Regions from separate parts of the Zea mays genome. Here region 1 is linked to region 2. Evidence: chromatin contacts called from public Hi-C data. All regions are on one chromosome and are shown on one strand. Each heading gives the region's core, a stretch centred on a gene start, on an enhancer-like site or on the middle of the called end of the contact. The rest is flanking DNA. Distances are from core to core; before and after follow the strand shown. Region 1 holds the start of LOC606470 (derlin3). Region 2 holds the start of LOC100273984 (O-sialoglycoprotein endopeptidase).

Region 1 (5,543 bases), core at 1,302-3,801, 260 kb after region 2:
AATTTAGTCGTTCATAAAGCTCCTAATCGGAGTAAGAGGCAAAGGATTGCGAAATCTTTTGGCGATTAATTCATTGTTTATCACGTAGATGATGTGCCCAATACACTTTCAGAGGTACATGATTCACCAGAAACAGAGCGTTGAGAGCAGGACGGTAACGACAACACGTCACGAAGACTCGCGGTCGCATGGATAGTTAGACGGGAGCGCGCAGTGGCGAGGGCCGGAGCTGAGATTTTGGTGGCCCAGGGCGAACACAGAAATGAGGCCCCCTTACAGAAACCAGGGCAATAAATTTATCTTGGCGTTTCTTTTTTTTCCTTTTTTCACTACCCGATGCATACTTTCTAGTTGACATGATCTAGATAAAATTTGAAACAAGCAAAACGAAATATATTTAATCTACAGGACTACAGATCACAAACAAGCACACACTGATTAGGCAATAGATCTGAGAACCGTACCTAAATCTTGTGCGTCGTGCGTGCGTGATGGATCAATGCGTGGAGCTGCCGGCGAAGCAAGGCGTCAATGCGACGGCGAACCACGGAACCAGGCATCCTGATTCCTGCCTGGACTCCAAGGCGGCGTGATGATCCAATTAGGCGGCGACGCGTTGCTGAATCGGGTCAGGGCGAGTTGTGAGCAGGAGCAGTCGAAGCGTTCGCGTGGTATAGCTGGGACGGATGGCCGGATGATCTAATCTAATTAATCTAATTAGGCGTAGGGAGGCAGGTAGCAAGCAGGTCAGGCCTGTGCGGACGATTGCTTGCAGGCTTGATTGCATGCAGGACCCATCGTTTCAAGCCTTCAACTGATCGAAGACTACTACATATACATGCATGGGGTGGGGCCCCTAGGATCTGGGGGGCCAGGGCGGCCGCCCTGGCAGCCCTGTAGTCAGCGCCGCCCTGAGTGGCGTGGCTAGTCAGCTAGGGGAGGAGAGGAGGGAACACGAAGCACCAACCATGTCCATGGGCGCTTTCGCGGACTTTTGACGGTGTTGCCTCCCGCAGCGACGATGATGTGCACGACTCGTTTTTTTCCTTTCCCCCACCACCCGCTTGTTTGCCGTCTGGAACTACTGCGACTGTTCAAGGAGCCTTTCACCTTATCCAAACACCGCTCCTGTGCCGCGAAGGAATTCTAGAGGCCACTGAAATCTGATCGAATGGCTTAGAATTTTAAAGGTGACGTAGATTTAGCGGGAGCTCAGATTTACTCCTCGTTCTATATAGTAGTAATTATATCAGAATTTGAGGCCTTTTTTCGGTGTTGATAAAGTTATCGTATTTTTTTTAAAGTCAAAACATCTAAAGTTTCATTAAAATCGTATAATAAAATAATAAAATTTATAATACTAAATAAGTATTATTAGATTTTTATCTGTATTGTATACTATATTTATTTCATGCCATCAATTTTATATTTTTATAACTTTTAGTTAAATTTGGAATTCCTGGAAATTTGAATAACTGAGAGAACATATGTAAACACTACCGATCAAACTATGCAACATTATAGTATGTTTCTTAAGAGTCTCAGTTTGATGTAGCAGAGGTAGAGGTGGCCAACTCTAGTGTGTAAAAGACTGTGTAAGGCTCTGTTTAGTTCCTTTAGTAACTAGACTAAATTTTAGTGACTAAAGTTTAGTCGCTAAAGTACCTCGTTTGGTTTCAGTGACTAAACCGAACTAAAGAGCATTAATTGCTGTGAATAATTACTGTTTTAACCTTATTAATTAATGGATGTTTGCTATAAGAAGAAAGTGGAGATGATAAATAAAGTAAAAATACTACTTTAGTCTCTTTTAGTCACCTTTTTTTTTGACTAAAAAACTAAAGTTTAGTCATTCTATTTTAGTCAACATGTTTACTTCTTTAGTGATTAAAAATAATTAAACTTTAGTCACTAAACTTTAGTCACTCGAGATTTACTAGCGTAGTTTGGAGTTTGAAGTGAGATAGAGAGTGATATAGCCAGCCACGTCACTAAGGCCATCTCGGCATCCAGGCATCCAGCCGCGAGCCGCGTAGCGCGTATAGATGTCCAATAAGCACGAGGCCCGCGAGCCCGGCACGAAGCCCGTTTTTTAGGCCCGGTCCGAGCCCGGCACGGCCCGGTTATATGCGGGCCCGGGTCGGCCCGGCACGAATAAGCGGGCCGGGCTCGGACAGAAAATTAGGCACGGTGGGCTAGCCCGGCACGGCCCGTTTAGCTCTAAGCCCGTTAAGCCCGCTTTTTTTACACTAAAACGTGCTTTCGGCCCGCATAGCCCGCTTTTCGGCCCGCTTTTTTCGTGCTAAACGGGCCGGCCCGGCCCGTTTAGGCCCGTTGCGGGCCGGGCTCGGACAAGAAATTGAGCCCGCGTGCTTAGCCGGCCCGGCCCGATTTTTTAATCGTGACCGGCGGGCCGGACCCAAAACGGGCCGGGCTTCACCGGGCCCGGGCCGGACCGGGCCGGGCGGCCCGTTTGGACATCTCTAGTAGCGCGCACACGGCACACCTACGTGTTGAGCCATCTTCATCCCTCCGATCAGAAATCAACGGTGCGTCTCTGCTCTTGTCCGGAAGGTTCTCGCAGGCGCGGCGACCTCGGTTTTGAACACCTGCTCTTCTTCCTCCTTCCAATCCAAGCTTCGTACGGGACGAGGAGAACCGAAGAAGGAATTGGACGCGAGGAGACTCGAGTACTCGACAGGGAAAAGTCGAGGCCTCGGATCCATCGACTCGTGAAGATGTCCTCGCCCGCCGAGTAAGTCCTCGACACTTACAGCGGTTTCATCTGATCCGAGCTTCGATCTCAGATTCCGACGCGTAGACGTTGTATTGCATGGTAGGCCCCGTGATTCGGGTCGGGGATCGCTAGAGGAATTGGAGCTGAACGGTTCCGAGTAATCGATGGATTCGATCGTTTTAATGGGCTTATATGCTGGGGTTGCGACAGTAGACGGCTGTATTGCGGATTCGTGGTGCCACTTTGGTCCCATAGGGCTCGGCTTAGATTGGAGCTGATTGGTTCATTTTCGTCGGTGCTCTAGTGATGTTATCTCTATGTTGCTGGACTGGTACAGCGTTATATACAATTATACATATCATCCGGTTTTGTACTTCGAGTTTGTACTGTCACAAGATAAAGGGTTAGTTATCATTCATGATAAATAGTCTTTCAACTTAGAAGCGAAGTTGATTCACCACTTGCCTATATTCCTGTGCACCTGAACTGGTTTGTTTAGGGCTCCGTTTTCATTAGAGTTTGAATAACAATATATTTTTCATGCAATTCAAACTTTGTGATCTTGGCCTGGACGATTATCTGGATGTGTCAGTGATGACAACGTCAAGTTTTAATTCTGACAGCTCATTTTTATATCATTTAGTTTCATGATTGTTTGTGCTGTGTACTTAGTGTTTTTGGCGAAATATGATTCCTGGTTTCTGAATTAAGGGTATTTGAAGCATTATTCACGATTAGTTTAATTCGAAAGGAAGAAACGGAGTGTGCGTCACCTGATGCATAGAGGTATTCTATAAATGACTAATAATATTTTGTCATTTCGTTGTTGTCGAAATCTACCAATGCGACTTCTTTTTTCTTTCTCCTTTTGCTTTTGCCGGGGCATCATTGGTACAATATTTCACGAAGACATCCAGTATTCCAGTTTGTTGTTCCTTGATTATAGTGACCTTGATACTGGTGATGTCTCTGCCAATCAACATAAGAATTCGATTAAAGATATTGGTATTGGGGGTTAAAATCCGTATATCTGGTCAACTGAAAACGTCACCATTTTTGTACTACCTGAAATGATCCAACCAGTTGGCCTGTTTCTCTGACTCTTGACCCTTAGCTCTGCTAATTTATTCCTATTTGAATTTGTTGACTGAGGCATGAAGTTCTGATATGGGGTTTTCAGCCAGTTTGTGAACTCATGATTTTTGTACTCTCCTTTCTTCTACAGTGACTATTCACTGAACACATCAATTGAGCAGGAAACTATCTCCATTCTGCTTCAATTGTCAATTTGACTATTAGCAGTCTCCATTTTGCACCCTTTGATACTTACCTGTTCTAATTATATGCTGTCCAAAATATTTAAAACCATACTGTTGAGCATCAACTAAAATCATTTATATGTGAAAACATGAATAAAATTTATTCAAAATTAGTAACCAAAGTTATAAAAGAGTTGGCAGAGGCACCTGCATTCACATGCAACAGGTAAAAGAGAAGAGACAAAACATGAGATTGATATATGCAGAGTTGACCATGAATTCATAATGCAAATGGGAGGAAATATCTTTTACCTGTATCTTTAATTTATATAGGAAATGGTGAACAACTATTGTTGTAGGGCCCTGATGTCTGTCCTTGTCCCATGCAAACTATTAACTTTTTGTTAGAACTCGTATATGACCCTTGTGCTCAAACCCTAGCCACTAGATACAATAGAACTTGAATTATACGTTCAGGGTTGGACGGTGATAGCATTAGGGTGGTGTAGCTCCACTCCGAGGCGGTGGCCTTTCCTTCACTAGCCACGTAAGAGACAAACCGGATCTCACTAGAGGTGTACGAGAGAGGAGACTACGAAGAATGTTAGTTCGTGCTTCGTGCGCCGGCCCTCTCCCTATTTATGTACGTGGTGTGAAAGGGGATCACAACCATAAAGTTATTGCGCCGTTGACCAAAGCATGATAGTTGTGTCTGACTTGATCCTTTGACCGAGTCGGATGAGATCGACCTCAACACTTTTTACATCCCTCAACCAGCCACGGAGCTACCATCCCAAAGAAAAGACAATTTCTTCATGTTTGTGCGCTCTCGCTATATAGCTATTGTCATCGTATTTTTCAGTTGTCTCTAAACTTATATAGTGTGTTTCCCTGTTCTTAAGGCGTCGCCTAGGCGTCCAGGCGGAGGTCCAACGCCTAGGCGTCTTGCCCGCCTACCTCGCCTAGGCGTCCAGGCAGTGGTCCAACACCTTGGCTTGCCTTACCGCTTTAAAAACCATGGTGTGTTTCATGTGATAAATGTTTATTGGTATATAATATTAATCTGTGCATAGTGATTTAATGAGGCACACACCTTCATGCATCACTAACTTGGCAGTTGGCACAATCATAAATAAACTGTAGCTTTGTTGTTGTGCTTACTTTTGTAAATGCAAATTTCGAATCTTGATTGTATTGCCTAAACTAATAGTGTCCATTGGTTTACTACTACTGCTCTTATTTCTGCTCATGCATTAGTTGTAAATTATCACTCATTACTGGAACTGGACACTCGGTGCTAAGAAAAAAGTATAAATCCTTTAGTTTTGAAGCCACTTTGGAATGCGTGCTCATTTACCTGCCTTCTTCAGGTACTACAAATCACTTCCACCTATAAGCAAGGCATATGGGACATTGTGTTTCTTCACCACTGTGCTAGTTCGGCTCCATATCCTGAATCCGCTGTTTCTGTACTTATATTACCCTCGGGTGTTCAAGAAGTTTGAGGTTAGCTTCTGTTTTTGTTTTCTCTTCCCCTTACCACATCT
Region 2 (6,034 bases), core at 2,662-5,161:
TATCACTATTTTTCCCAATTCATCTATCAGGCTGCAACATAAATTCCTGATCTCTCTTTATTTTAATTGTGAATTGATTTAAGGGTAAGTTGCATTCCTCATCTTTTTTTAACATAATTCTCTCAGTCACCTCGTTGATTTTTCCTGCTACTGTTCTCACATTTTGCTCGACCTTTCATTTCCCCGTATGAAGCAAAGCTCTTCCCTGGCTTGATCTATCGAATGAAACAGCCAAAAATCGTGCTGCTTATTTTTGTTTCCGACGAAATTGTTCTGACAAGAGCTAAGGTTAGCAGCTGTTTCTTGAGTCCATTATCATTAGAGTACATCTCAGTTTTTTTCTGATCGTGTTAGAGTATATCCAACTTTTTCTCTTTCCAGGTGAGAGATGAGACGCTGCTTTTGAAATTATCTATCCAATCCTTATAAAGTTCATAAATGTCCGGCAATGCTAAATACATGGTAATTGCTAATGGGCATGAATAATTAGGGTACGTTGTTCAAGTATGTGCCCAGTTGTTGTTGTTGTTGTCCCTCTTTTTATTGTTTTGTTTCCTGATTTCGACGATATCATTACATGGGACGCTCACGAGACTTATATAATATTCGCTACATATTTATATTCGCTACATATTTGCTACATATTTATATAATATCCTTCTATGGAATCAATGAGTTGATTAATATTCGCTACATATTTATCATTGTTTATTTTTTATCAATGACAAAGCACATGTGCGATATATATCTTTTAAGATATGTAAACGTCCACTTTTGGTGATGCTAATAAAAGTGTAGAATAACATATAATATTTTTGCATATCAATGTATTTTATCACTATTTGAATTGAGCACAAATTTCATGTCATTAGTGTTAATTTGTGAGATATGGGGTTGATGATATATATGTTGTTCGTTTTCATGTATACGTTGTGCACTAATATTTATCGAATAATTTTATACGCCGTCGCAACACACAAGCATATACCTAGTAAACTTATTAGGGCTAGTTTGGAAACCTCAATTTCTCAAGGGATTTCTATTTTCCCAAGGGAAATTAGTTCATTTTCCAATGGAAAAATATAAATCCCTCGGAAAAATATGGTTCCCAAACTAGCCCTTAGATGGAGCTTTTGACATTGATGATTTAAGGTTTTTGCGAACGACTCCTCATAATTACTACACCACACCATCAAGATTTCGGCGAATGGCTCCTCGTAATTACTATACCACTGCTGACAAATAAATGACCTCGCTAAGAAGGTTTATATCTGCAAACATAACCAAGAACACAAGTAATAACAGTAAGAACACAATCAAACTGATATTGGTCACGAGGCGGGGTCTGACAAAGCGGTGAACATTAAGAAAATCTCAATCTTAATGGTGGTGGTGGTTGTTGATAAAATAGGGTTTAGGGGTGTGCAAGTAAGAATGCTAACGAGCTCTAAATTTTACATTATAAAATTTAAGGAACAGATCAAATTAGGACGAGACCTATTTATATTCATTTTAAAACTAAAACTAACTAAGGGTTCAAACAAATTGTAAAAATACATTTGGATCGTGATTCATTACCACCCCTACCCACAAGACCCCTGGACACGTCTCCAATAGGCTCGAACACGATACACAGGCCAACAACAAAAAATATGGTATCACAACACCGGAACAAAATATGGATACTGAGTTTTTCAATGATTCCCGTTGACCCCGAAGTAATTTTAAAACGAGATCAGTTGGGTTGGAAAGCTTATATGATTAGTTTTACATTCATATAAAGAACGCCGAAAATGGAGTCTGTATGTGTTCTGGACGTCAGTTTTAGTGCGAGCTAGTCCTGGACTCCGAGTTAGAGTCAAAGTCGAGTTGGACTTGTACTCTCGCTTGTTGTGGACGTCCTAACTTCTCTCATTAGTACCTAGACCCTTTCTAACTTATTGCTAGTCCTCTCCAAAGTTTCTAACATCAAAACATATATAACACCAAACGTAAACTTTGAAATACAGTTGATGAAGTTAGAACGAACCTATAGATTGAATTATCATGCACGTGCTCGCGTTATTAGTACCTCCATTATATGTATAGGGTGATGTGTCTGCTTGCTCAGCTGGGCAACAAGCTACCTGCATAGCAAGCGCAGCTATGAGTAAATAAAGCGATCCGGAGAAAAAGTGAACGTTGTTGAGCTCTGAAAATTCCTCCGTGTCAAACATCCCATCTTGGGATGCAGGTTTCAGGATGAACTCGGTAGCGAACGAAGTTTGACAAATTGACAATATAATAGAAACCCTTGCACGCCGGCTCCGACCAGCAAGATTGTGAAGGACACGCCCCCCCACAAGCAATTACAAGCCTGTCAAAAGAAAGAACATACTGTAGTTTGCAGCCATATATGATGTATGACGTGATTGGTTGGGCTATTAGGAAAAAAAATCAATCAATTGTAACTTCACGTTGCATCCTTAACAATTTCGTATAAATGCGCAAGACTATTTACAGGATCGGAGGTTCCCTTTTTCAAACACATCTTCCAACGGCGAGTAGTCTACCAGGCGACTTGTGGCTTCTTTCATCCGAGATCCCTGTCATCTCCCAGTCCGAATCACTCTGGTGAAGAAACTTAGGGTGTGTTTGGTTAACGGGTTGACGCGGGTTAGAACGGGTTCAACCCACAATAATTCCTGTTTGGTTCAAAAAGCTTACGAGTTAAGTTGGTTCTAGCTAACTGTATCAGCTTGTCCCCAGCAAGTTCCCTGAAAGTAAATACCGTTTCTTAGTTTTCAAAGCCCCCCATAGGGCCACAGCAACAACAAAACATATTATCTACCACAAACTTTTTTTTTCACTAAGCCACATTTGCCCTGTTGAAACAAAATCAACGCCTACACTCTTATCTAGAGCTTTAGACATACAACACGATAGCTATTTAACTACAACACACAGTCAAAGAAAGAGATGAAAAACTGATCCACAGACTCACTACAAAATAAGCAAGATTTGTCCTCTACTTTCCTTCTCAAACTCAGATTGTCACGAGTTAGTAGCTTGTTCTTAGACAACCATCACAAGAAAAAAGTGAACTCTAGGGGTATATTAAGACTCCAAACATACACCCGTATTACCTCTATGAAGTTAACGACTTTATAAAGTGTTTGAGAGTAATAAACCTCATTAGAAGTAAACTGCTAGATTAAGCAGTCTCCCTTGTGTTAGTAAAAACAATGGTACGGACCGGTTGAATCATCTCCTACCAAACAAAGATTCATTGATCAGAGTAAGTGCTGACATCATTAAGGACCTGTTTGGTTCTCAGTTAACTGTGTTATACTTAGGTTCTGTTTATTTCCTTCTAGAATTATATAATCCAGTTTATGAATTATATAAACATTTATTGATCTGCTTATGGATTATTATAACCTAGGTATATAGATTATATAATCCATCTAATAATCGGTGTTGTTTGTTTACCTCTCAATTTATTTAAGCTGTATTATATAATGTGGAGGGTAAACAAATATGGCCTTAATCTTAAAAAAAAAGTGAGATAAATTGTCACCTAAGAGGATGTTTGTTGATAGGATGTTTGTTTGAGATTATAATACATCTAGATTATATAATCCAACAGCTTTTGAACTAACAGATTATAACTCCAAACAATCAACAACTACCTTCGCACTAGATTGTTATCACAATGACGTTGCCTGATGGCCATATTCAGCAACTGTTGCATGAAAAAAAGATCGTATTTTCCACTGACCTTACATTAATTCGACCACTGTCAGTGGGCCACTGGGCTAAGTTGTTTTGAAATTATGGGCCCTAAGGCCAAAATTGGGCTGGTTTCTTGTACACTTCCACGTTCGAGGCGCGCGGCGAGCCGGGTTCTCACCAATTCGTCTTCTTCCACAAACTCCAAAACCCTAGCGCCGCCGCCGCCATGTCCTCGTCTCCGTCCCCGGCGAACCGCCGTCCCCGGGGCCCGCTTGCGCTGGGGCTGGAGTCCTCGGCGAACAAGATCGGCATCGGCGTGGTCTCCCTCTCGGGTGACATCCTCTCCAACCCGCGCCACACCTACGTGACACCGCCGGGTCATGGATTCCTTCCCCGGGAGACCGCGCAGCACCACCTCGCGCACCTCCTCCCTCTCCTCCGCGCCGCGCTCGCTGAGTCCGGTGTGGCCCCCGCTGACCTCGCATGCGTCTGCTACACTAAAGGCCCCGGCATGGGCGGCCCTCTCCAGGTCGCCGCCGCAGCCGCCCGCGCGCTCTCCCTGTTATGGAGGAAGCCTCTCGTGGCGGTCAACCACTGCGTTGCGCACATCGAGATGGGCCGCGCGGTCACTGGGGCCGTGGACCCCGTTGTACTCTACGTCTCCGGCGGAAACACGCAGGTTATCGCCTACAGCGAGGGGAGGTACAGGATCTTCGGGGAAACGATTGATATTGCCGTCGGGAACTGCCTTGACCGATTCGCCAGGGTCCTAGAGCTCTCCAATGACCCTAGCCCCGGGTATAACATCGAGCAGGTAAACTGTTCCATCAAATGCCAATTTTGTTATCCAATTGCTGTTGCTTAATGTTGTTTAATTCTAGCGATATGCACATAGATGCTGGTTTGTGTGAGTGTTTTTCTAGCATGAAGTATTGTCACCATGACGACTGCATCACATACATGTAAATGCCCTGGGTGGCAAATTGTTAGGGAAATGGTAAAAGTTATTAGTGCACCATGAGTATTTTATCATGAAAGGGTGTTTATGAGTCCTGGAGCTATCAGTGGAACTTTGGCACCTCTTGAACTTTTTACTGACCCTAGCCACTTGAATTTAATTGAAAAATTAACCTACATTACGAAATTCATAGGCAATTTAATTTATGCTGGCTGTACATTTAGTGGCTAGTTTGTTGCCTCCATCAAATAATGGAGTGTTGTACTTGTGGGCAAGATTACTTTTATACTCCCTCCGTTCCAAAATAGTAGTCGTTTTAGCTCTTGATTTTTATGTCTATATTCAAATGGATGAAGATGAATCTAGGCACAAATATAAAACGCAAACATCGACTCATCAAGTATTGTGTGAATCCAATAAATCTCTAAAACGAATTTTATTTTGGGACAGAGGGAGCATGTTTTGTTGAAACATAGCGATCATTTGATTATATTTATGTATTGAACTATATAATATGCTGGGCAGATCTTATGTAGGACTAGTTTTGTGTGACATTGCTTGCATAATGAAGGTCACCATAGATTTATTCAGTCTATGCAATCACTTATGTTTCCTTGTTTTCTTTTAAACTAACACATTTAGGTAGCCAAACACTATCTTACTCTTATTTTGCCAACTCATACAATCAGCCAACAGAACTTATCTTTTTACATACAGCTGAAGAACATTTATTGTATCACGGCCAGGTCAAATGTATCCAATGGGTTGTTTGGTCGTTTAAGCACTTTGACCAGTATGGGGTCATAATTAGCTTCATTCTATATATGTTCCTTTTTCTCAAACCTTTATTCGAATATTGAGACTAAATTTAGCTGACTGTCTGAAGTAGGGCTGCATGTGTTGAATGGTGTTTGGTTGGCTGTATGTGCTAAATTATTTGAGTGGTCGTGTAGATGGATGGACAATAAGCTTTTGAGCCCTGGAAGCCTTCACATTTTATCCCTGGATACATAGGGCTTGAGCTTATAGGATAATCCCAGGAAGTCCCCATTTGATTGGCCTATGTTAAGATTGAACTTCGACACTATTATTAACATTGTTGACACTATGGATTAGTCTGTGTGAATCATTCAAGAGAGTACTTCTGAAGTAGTTCCACATGGTATTGTTATCTACCATTCTACCTTCATCATTGTATTAGCTGTCACCATTAGCATTTTTCTTTCTTTCTTTTTTGTTTTGTTTTTGAAGACATTTTCACTTTGAAGCTTGAACAGATTTATGTTTTTGTACAACATGGCACATTCTTTTCTCATCCTTGAGTTTGGTTTCTTAATTTACCGTATTTATTTTCCTTGTCCA

What was found. A called contact is a pair of places that touch in the nucleus more often than the background predicts.
Region 1: a Hi-C map of ear shows a contact between it and region 2, with 2.8 times the contacts expected there. The contact joins the promoter of LOC606470 here to the promoter of LOC100273984 in region 2. A contact is called at or near these places in 7 of 25 Hi-C or Micro-C datasets (bundle sheath, ear, endosperm and 4 more).

What each region holds. Positions count from the first base shown.
Region 1 is chr6:140,798,174-140,803,716 of Zm-B73-REFERENCE-NAM-5.0, forward strand. It overlaps LOC606470 (derlin3), which reads left to right and starts at 2,552. Exons shown (of 7, transcript NM_001112327.2): 1 at 2,552-2,755; 2 at 5,367-5,502. The coding sequence starts at 2,739.
Region 2 is chr6:140,538,125-140,544,158 of Zm-B73-REFERENCE-NAM-5.0, forward strand. LOC100273984 (O-sialoglycoprotein endopeptidase) reads left to right here and starts at 3,912. Exons shown (of 4, transcript NM_001148370.1): 1 at 3,912-4,528. The coding sequence starts at 3,941.